Linked DNA regions of Sus scrofa: regions 2 and 3 are each linked to region 1. A link is a contact called in public Hi-C and HiChIP or PLAC-seq data. All regions are on one chromosome and are shown on one strand. Each heading gives the region's core, a stretch centred on a gene start, on an enhancer-like site or on the middle of the called end of the contact. The rest is flanking DNA. Distances are from core to core; before and after follow the strand shown. Region 1 holds the start of ITM2B (integral membrane protein 2B). Region 2 overlaps RCBTB2 (RCC1 and BTB domain-containing protein 2). Region 3 has its middle 22 kb from the start of RCBTB2.

Region 1 (2,700 bases), core at 141-2,640:
TTTTGGAATGCCTACCGCAGACTCAAGGTTTGGGCTGGGTTACTATGATCTGAGATTCTGGGAACTTGGAATGTTTTGCAGGGAATGGTGATCTGATTCTATGCAGAGACTAAGAGACCTAACCCCCTCCTTGAGCAGAGCCAAATCCCCCAGAACCTCAGACTCAGTCTACTTTTTTCATGGTTGACTCAGGGAAGAGCTGACGCAGCTGAAACATTCTAGGGTACACCCACATCCAGGGTTGAACCAGGACAGAGGCGGGTGGAAAAAGGGTACAAGATCAACCATTTATCCAAAGAGCCATCTGTTGACACAGTCATTAACCCAGTAACAGTGCGAGCCAGAATCCTCTCTCCAATTAGTTGCAAACGAAATCTCTTCCAAACATAACTCTGCATTATCCATAAGATTTTTTAAATTTTGCAGAAAGCTACAAAAGACTCATCATCAAATATGAATCACAAATCAGCCTTGTGTGCATGTGGGTTTTGTCCAAGTCGACACAAGTAGGGAACATTTTGTTTCCGAAATCTGAGATGTATGAAACACAAATCTGCCAAGAGTCTTCCTCCGAACTGCTCTGGGACTAGGCAGGGCAGCCACTGACCTTGCGAGGGCGGGGGGCGAGGGGTGAGGGGCGGGGGTGAGGTGGGGTGGAGGGTGGAGAAGAAAAGGCAAGTCTGAGTAGAGTAACGCCCTTGGGTGAGGTCCGGGAAGATAAAGTAGTCAGATCACTTGGATAGAGCGAATTCAACATTTCTTTGCTCCACTGAGCCGGTTCCATAATAAAGTGAGAAAATGGAGGTGTAAACGCCCCCAAATTCCACGGCCTTTCGATTCCTGGTTGACACCAGGCAGGGAATGGTGGGCTGCTGCTGCCAGAGGTTAATCCATTGTCCGCGGCGCACCCAGGAAAGTTCACCTGCTTTTGCTCCAAAGCTGCAACCTTGTGCTCAGTGGCAAACTGATTGGAAACGAATTCAGAACTGCAAAACTCACGCCCGCACGCAGAAGGACCCCTTCCTTCCCAGCCGGATCCCTCCTTCCACCCAGGGTCAGACTCCCCAACACATCTGCACGTCGGGTCGGCCTGCTCGACCCCGCCCGGCCCGCCTCCGACCCCGCCCCCTGTGCCCCCCTCCCGGTTTGCCCGCCTCTGGCCCCGCCTTCGGGGGAGGGGGGCCGAGCGAGCCGTCGCCGCCCTCGCCTGGGAGCTGCGAGGCTTCAGTAACCCTGCAGCAGTAGCCACCTCTGTCGCTGCGGAGCTGCTTGTCTCCGGTTGCTGCTGAGCCGCGTTCGGAGCCCTGCCGAGGAGGCTGCAGCCGTAGCAGGAGCCCGCAGCCCGCGCCCGAGCCCGCAGCCGCCGCCGAGGGCGCCCCAGGCCGCGCCATGGTGAAGGTGACGTTCAACTCGGCTCTGGCCCAGAAGGAGGCCAAGAAGGACGAGCCCAAGAGCGGAGAGGAGGCGCTCATCATCCCCCCCGACACCGTCGCGGTGGACTGCAAGGTCCGAGGGCCAGGGCTCGGGGGAGAGGGCGCTGGGCCCGCGGGGAGAGCTGGTGGGGCCGGGGCGGCTCTGCGCCCGAGGAGGCGCGGGACAGGCTCCCCGAGAGGGCCGACCTCTCCTTTTTCGCAGGCTGCTCCCCTTTCTTGTCCGGCGCAGCTTCTTTGTGAGAAAGTGCGTGTGCAGAAAGCGGAGCCGGGAGCGGGGGCTTGGGGGAGGCCTGGAGCGAGGAGGCCCGTTGGAGAACTGTGCCGAGTGCACGGTCGTTGGTGCAGTCGGGGAATGTGCGTGGGGCCGGGACTGGGTTCGGTGGACCTGGAGCCCAGCGACGACATGCAAAACAACAAAAACAACAACAGAGTTTGGCACTTCCTCCCAGTATAAATAATGTGTCTAAAATGGCTGACATCATAACAAGCCTAAACCTCTCTTGCTTCTTACTTTCGTTTCCAGGCTAAACAGCCCTTGGACTAAGTCTGGCTCCTGTAAGCCTCTTAATTTTAAAAGCCTTTTCTTCTTCACCTTCTCATTTCCCACGGCCTTTCGGTACTGGCAGACGAAGTTCACGGTGGGGTCCGGAGACGGGGCAAGGGAGCGGGTGAGGGGAGAAAGCAAGGTGACGGTCTGCTCAGTTGGTTCTGGCTGTTAATTTATAATTAAAGCACATATGCCCGGTGAAGATCAGTAATTACCATGTGGATGTTAGTGCAAAACCGACAATTAATTTTAAATTATATCAGTATCTTTACGAGAACCCCTTACGCTAAGTGAAACTAAACGTTAAGAAACTTGTCCTATGTCCCTTTTTAAATGGTCCTTAATTTTAGAAAAATCTCTCTTTTAGCCCTAAGCAAAAATGACGAAAGGAACCGTAATTGTGCTAAGTTTTAGTGCTTACAATATCATTTGAGACATGATGGTAATTGTCGCAGAAGTTAAATAGGAAAGCCTCACAGCCTCTTTCTACCAGATCTTTTAGGCTGCTAAAATTTAATCCTAGAGAAATTAATTGTAGAAGTTATTTAGGTTGCATCGTTTATTTCTGAATTTTTCGTTAGCATTTTTCCAGACCTGTTATAAGTAGGGTGTTTTAACTAAGTTAAAACTGAGTTTTACCTTTAAAAAAATAGTTTGTGCAGGTATGAGTAATAAGCATTTTTTATATGGTCTGATGAAAATTACTGCTATTCAAAGGAA
Region 2 (2,700 bases), core at 148-2,647, 260 kb after region 1:
CGAGGGTATAAAGGGGAAGAACCCTTCTACACTGCTTGTGGGAATGCAACTGGTGCAGCCACTATGGAGAACAGCATGCAGATTCCCTAAAAGAAAACTTTAAAAATGAAAGAAAATGACAACAGCGGAAGAGGAGGACATGAGGTTCGCCTACTCCCACAAATACACTGAAATTCCATCTATATGTGGAACAATTCACAGAGAAAATTTTCTGAATGCCGACAAAAGACCCCAGGATTCTGACAGAACAAGAAAACTTCACAAAACTGAGCAGGACCGAAGAAAAAAGGAAAGAAAAAGAGAAATAAAGCAGGCCTGGACTCGTACCCCTAGGAAGCAGCTGGAAAAAGGAAAAACCCTCACCCCCTGGAAAGTACCCCACCAGCGAGGAAACCAGCCAGGACAGAGGGGGAACTCTGGAGGACCGGAGAAGAACACAACAACTGATGTAAAGCAGTTAAAGTGGAAGCATTCCTGTCACCGTCACTGGCCTGCATTTCCCAACCACAGGCTGGTGCAGCCAGCAGCCAGGAACTGAAACTCCAGCTTTGGAGATCAGACTCAGAGAGAGAGCTGGGTCTGGCTACACGGGGAAAAACTAGGATTAATAGCATGGAGACAGCCTGGAAGGACTAGAGTCTGGAAAGTCCACATCTGTGGCTGTAAGCTGAGGAAAGACGGTTGGACTTGGAAGATGTGCACCACTGCTGGGGGAGGCCTGGCAGGAAGGAGCAGGATCTACCACTGGAATCTTACCCTCTGCAAGTGCTCTCAGGCTGCAACACGCCAACTACTCCAGCTCCAGGATGTATCCTTGAGCAGCAGCTACTTAGCAATAGTTGGGGAGAAGCCCACAGCCCTTCAGGCTACAGAGAAAGTGGAGCAAGAATAGGGAACCCTTGGAGCAGGCAGAGGGAACTCGGGAATAACACAGGCCCCACGACAGCAGCCAGGCAGGGGAACACTGAAGCAATTGCTGCAAACAGTGCAGAAGGCTCAGGGAGTCATGCATGGCCTGGTATGTCGGCAAAGAGCCATGATCTGCATAGGGGGTGGCGAAAGTTATTTCGGAAACAGCACAAACCCTGGGCAATTGCAAGGGTCTGGGTCCTTCTGGGCAGTCAAAGAGCTGTGATCTGCCTAGGGGGCCAACAAAGTGAATTCGGAAACGGTGTGGATGGTTCCAGAGTCGCCAGGGGCCTTCCGGGTGGGCATAGAGTCACAATTTGCCTAGGGAGCAGAGAAAGTTATTTTGGAAACAGCACAAGTAATTCCGAGAGTCGCGAGGGGCCTGCTGGGTGGGCAGAGAGCTGCAAAAAGCCCACTGAACTGGCAAAGTTATTTCAGAAACACCACAAACAGTTCTGGGAGTCTCAAAGGCACAGTGAGCAGGCGGAGTGATCTCGAGAATAGCACAAGCTCCATGACCTCTGCCAACAATCAAGCAGGGCACTGCAGAAGCAGGGTTAAGTTGCACAGCTACTCAAAAGGGCTGAGAGGGCCCTGCTGGTGCACATTTTACTTTGCTGTGGCTACAGGAAGCACTCTGTTATCTGCCCAGTAAGGGAAGGGACTGCCAGAACACTGCAGGTCCTACAGCTACAGAGAGAGCTTTTGAGCAACATTTAGGGAGCAGCCCCCATCCTTAGGGCTACAGAGAAGACTCCCTAGACCAGCCAAACAAAGGGAGAGATTAAAGAAAGGCCCCTGCCCCCACTATAGGGAGCAGTCCCAAGGGGCTCCTTGACAAAGGGACGATCTAGAGGAGGGGCTGCTCAGGTGCCAACTACAGGACATCGTCCTGAGAGCTACCTAACAGCTAGACAGGTCTCAGGAGCCAGTGCTGCCCCCTGACCACAAAAGCAATCCTGTGAACCATCACCAACTCTCTCATAGGCCCCATTCCTAGCAGCCACCTGGCTCCAGAGGAGGTAGCATAATACCACTGCTCCTATCATGGGCTCTGAGAACACGTGAGCCACTACCACCCCGAGACCTCCAAGACTAGGCACCAGCTGCTGCGTCTACATACCTGCTGTCAAGGGGACAATAAATGCAGACAGTCAGACCTTACAAAACAAAGAAATAGCTTTCAGACAAAGAAACAAGACAAAAACACACAAAAAAACAAGTAAATAAAGAGGAGATAGGTAATCTAATTAAAAAAGAGTTCAGGGTGATGATAGTAAAGATGATCCAAGATCTCGGGGAAAAAATAGAGGCACAGATAGAGAAGTTACAAGAAATGTTTAACAAAGAGCTTAAAAGATTTAAAGAACAAGCAAACTAAGATGGATGACACAACATCTGAGATGAAAAACACACCAGAAGCAATCAACAGCGGGATAATGGAGGCAGAAGAATGAATAAGTGAGGTGGAAGACAGAATGACGGAAATCAATGCCAGAGGGGGAAAAAAAAGAAAATGAAAAGAACTGAAGAGCGTCTAAGAGACATCTGGGACAACATTAAATGTAACCACCAATACTACACCCAGCAAGGCTCTCATTCAGATTCAATGGAGAGAGCAAAAGCTTTTCAGACAAGAAAAAGCTAAGAGAATTCAGCACTTCCAAACCAGCTCTACAACTACTAAAGGAACTTCTCTAGGCAGAAAATAAAAAGCCACAATTAAAAACAAGAAAATTTCAAATGAGAAAACTCACTGGTATTGACCAAAATAATATAAATGCAGAAAAT
Region 3 (2,700 bases), core at 74-2,573, 320 kb after region 1:
TGTATTCTTTTTTCCTTTTTTGGTCTTTAGGTCTGAACCTGCAGCACATGGAGTTTCCCAGGCTAGGGGTCCAATCAGAGCTGTAGCTGCCGGCCTACATCACAGCCACAGCAACACGGGATCCAAACTGTGTCTGTGACCTACATGCCAGCTCACAGCAATGCCGGATCCTTAACCCACTGAGCAAGGCCAGGGATTGAACCTCTGTCCTCATGGATGCTAGTCAGATTCATTTCCACTGAGCCACGAGAGGAATGCCCCAATGTGGTATTCTTTAGAACTCTTTCTGAGACATACAATTCCTCTGGGGAAGGGGTGTATGGGGCTGACATTTTTTTCCTTTTCAGCTAGTTTGTCACAAGCTTCAAAACCATTATCATCCCAAGGGTCACCAAGCCTCCTGAGATCTGAGTCACCAAGGAAGTGCCTGGAGGATGGGCTCCTGGACTCCTGGGCAAGTGGGGAGCATGTGTTATCCTGGGCAGAGCCTGGCCCAGCTGCTCCTGAGGCTTAGGATATAGGTTTTAATCTCGAAAGTTCCCTCCTGAGAGCCTTAGATGCTGTCACTCTGGCAGCTCTGGGGCTGATCCTCTGGAACACACATTGGGGGTGAAGAGAGGCAAGTAAGAATCCTGTGGACCGTGGATGATAGTGTCTTCTGCTCCCTCCTTCCTCTCACCCTCTTGACTTGGAGAACCCCCTCGCAACAGCTCCATGTGAAGGTGGGCTAGGGCTGAGTTTTCCAGCTAACAGTAAACTGGAGGGAGCTTTCCAATAACTTTTCAGCTCACCGGTTTCTTGGTCACTTTCTTCAGTACCAGGATGACAGCATTGTTAGACAGCACCTGTGTGTAATAAACACTGCCTTTCTTTTCCTTGGGTCTTAGTCTGTTCTGGCTGCTGTAACAAAAATACCCAGACTGCATGGCTTACACAACAGAATTGTGTTTTTCACAGCTCTGAAAGCTGGGACGTTCAAGACCAAAGTACCGGTAAATTCAGTGTCTGGCGAGGGCTTGCTTCCTGGTTCATAGACGGTTGTCGTCTTGCTGTGTCCTCACGTGGTAGGAGGGGTGAGGAAGCTCTCTGGGGTCTCTTTCACAAGGGCACTAAGCTCGTTCAGGAAGACTCTCCTCTCATGACCATGCAAGAAAAACACCATCTCCCAAAAGCCCCACTTCTTAAATCCATCACAATGAAGGTTAGAATTTCAACAGAGGAATGTTTGGAGGACATAAATATTCAGCCCATTGCATTTGGTGTTATCATCTGGAAATAGGAAGCCAGTGGTTTAGTCTGGAATAAGCCAGTGCCTGAGTAAGTCAGCTTACCAGTGGGTCAGGCTCATAACCAGCCTACATGAAATGAAGAAGTAGGGCACAGCCAAGGCCATGATATCCCGCAGGGTGGACACTTGTCTCTATTAACCATAGACTGAGTATGTCTGTATTAATTTGGCCAACTGCCCAGCCCTTGCCATTCACGTCTCAGTCTGATTTCCCTTTATGGAAGGACCCACGCTAGTGTGTAATACACATGGTAAACTCAGCGAGAGCTGCAGGCTGTTTTGTATGCTCAGGCAGATGTCACATGAACATGGGCATTTAATCAGTAACTCTGCCTTTGGTGGGGGGTGATGACAGATTCTTTCCTGGCAGGATATACAGTTCCTGATAGAGTAAGCCTTCTATTTTTTCAGTTAATTGTGTGTTTAAATATATTTATATCTAACATTCTATACATAGCACACACCCATATATATATACACAGACAGACAGACACAGGCATACATGTAAGTACTTTGAGATGCTCCCAATTTTAGAAGACACAAGAGGGCTGGTAGTAGAAAGCAATCTTGTGGTTTTTATTGTTGTAGATGATATTGTAACTTTCAGTCCCTTGAACATAGCAGGTCCCTTGACACTGACATTCTGTTTGGGCCGAGCCCAGGTGCAGGCAAAGTGGGCAGAAGGGCTGAGTGGCACCTGTGGTGCTCCTTTCACACCTGCCCAGCTGTCTCAGCCACAGACCCCACCCTCTGGAAAAGCCACTTCCCACCCCTGTCCCTAATGCTGGAATTCCTTCTACCAGGAGCAAACCGTTCTATTTCAGTTCCAATTAAACAAGTATTCAAAGGCCCTAGTGGAGACAACCAACACAAGTTCAAACTTGCCTGAAGGCAGTTTTTATATCCAAAAACAAAAGTGTAGCCACTTACTGGGGATGGGAGGGGGGCATCACAGGGAGAGCACACATTGTTTGAAACAGGAATTGGGATTTTCAAAGTCAAAAACCATTAGTTCATGCTTTTTCTTTTAACCTCATCTTCCTTCTCTGACGCAACTCTGAAAAAGCGTTCAGTGCCTGACACAGCCAGGGTCAATGGGAGCTGTGCATTATTTTCCTACATATTTCACCTGTGCTTTAAGTGTAACCATTTATTCAAGACCAGCCAATAATTAACTGGCTATAAGGAAATCACATGATTTTCTTAGTGAAATGGCATCAGAAAATAATTTCCTGGAATCACTGACAACTGTAAACAGCTATAGCCACGTTCAGGCCATTGCGTGTCAGCCAGTGCCAAGGTCCTTTTTAATTACAGACGGTGCCTGCCCTTTCTGGGCACTGCTAGCTCAAGCCATCTGAGTGAGGTGGGCTTTTAGGGACATGGGTGAGCCTTGCCTGGGAGTCTTGTGA

Evidence for each region. Hi-C and Micro-C count contacts between places; a contact is called where the count stands out from the background. HiChIP or PLAC-seq counts read pairs in DNA pulled down with a chosen protein or histone mark.
Region 2: a contact with region 1 is called in a Hi-C map of heart right ventricle, with 1.8 times the contacts expected there. The contact joins the enhancer-like site here to the promoter of ITM2B in region 1. A contact is called at or near these places in 2 of 5 promoter capture datasets (fetal liver and liver), 1 of 47 Hi-C or Micro-C datasets (heart right ventricle) and 2 of 2 datasets of contacts at active chromatin or transcription factors (alveolar macrophages and skeletal muscle).
Region 3: an H3K27ac HiChIP or PLAC-seq map of alveolar macrophages shows a contact between it and region 1, with 3 times the contacts expected there. The contact joins the enhancer-like site here to the promoter of ITM2B in region 1. A contact is called at or near these places in 1 of 5 promoter capture datasets (fetal liver), 7 of 47 Hi-C or Micro-C datasets (embryonic fibroblasts, fetal heart ventricle, heart right ventricle and 4 more) and 2 of 2 datasets of contacts at active chromatin or transcription factors (alveolar macrophages and skeletal muscle).

Annotation. Positions count from the first base shown.
Region 1 is chr11:19,376,389-19,379,088 of Sscrofa11.1, reverse strand. ITM2B (integral membrane protein 2B) reads left to right here and starts at 1,390. Exons shown (of 6, transcript NM_001042375.1): 1 at 1,390-1,506. The coding sequence starts at 1,390.
Region 2 is chr11:19,117,183-19,119,882 of Sscrofa11.1, reverse strand. All of the region lies in intron 3 of RCBTB2 (RCC1 and BTB domain-containing protein 2), which reads right to left. Among named protein-coding and RNA genes, the nearest start is that of RCBTB2, 37 kb to the right of the region's middle. Within about 2 kb of position 1,397, at least 39 of the 83 cell types and tissues checked have an H3K27ac peak or open chromatin away from gene starts, as enhancers often do. A contact at or near this core is called in alveolar macrophages, liver and skeletal muscle, where this site is marked.
Region 3 is chr11:19,058,349-19,061,048 of Sscrofa11.1, reverse strand. No RefSeq gene overlaps it. Among named protein-coding and RNA genes, the nearest start is that of RCBTB2, 22 kb to the left of the region's middle. Within about 2 kb of position 1,323, at least 8 of the 83 cell types and tissues checked have an H3K27ac peak or open chromatin away from gene starts, as enhancers often do. A contact at or near this core is called in alveolar macrophages and fetal liver, where this site is marked.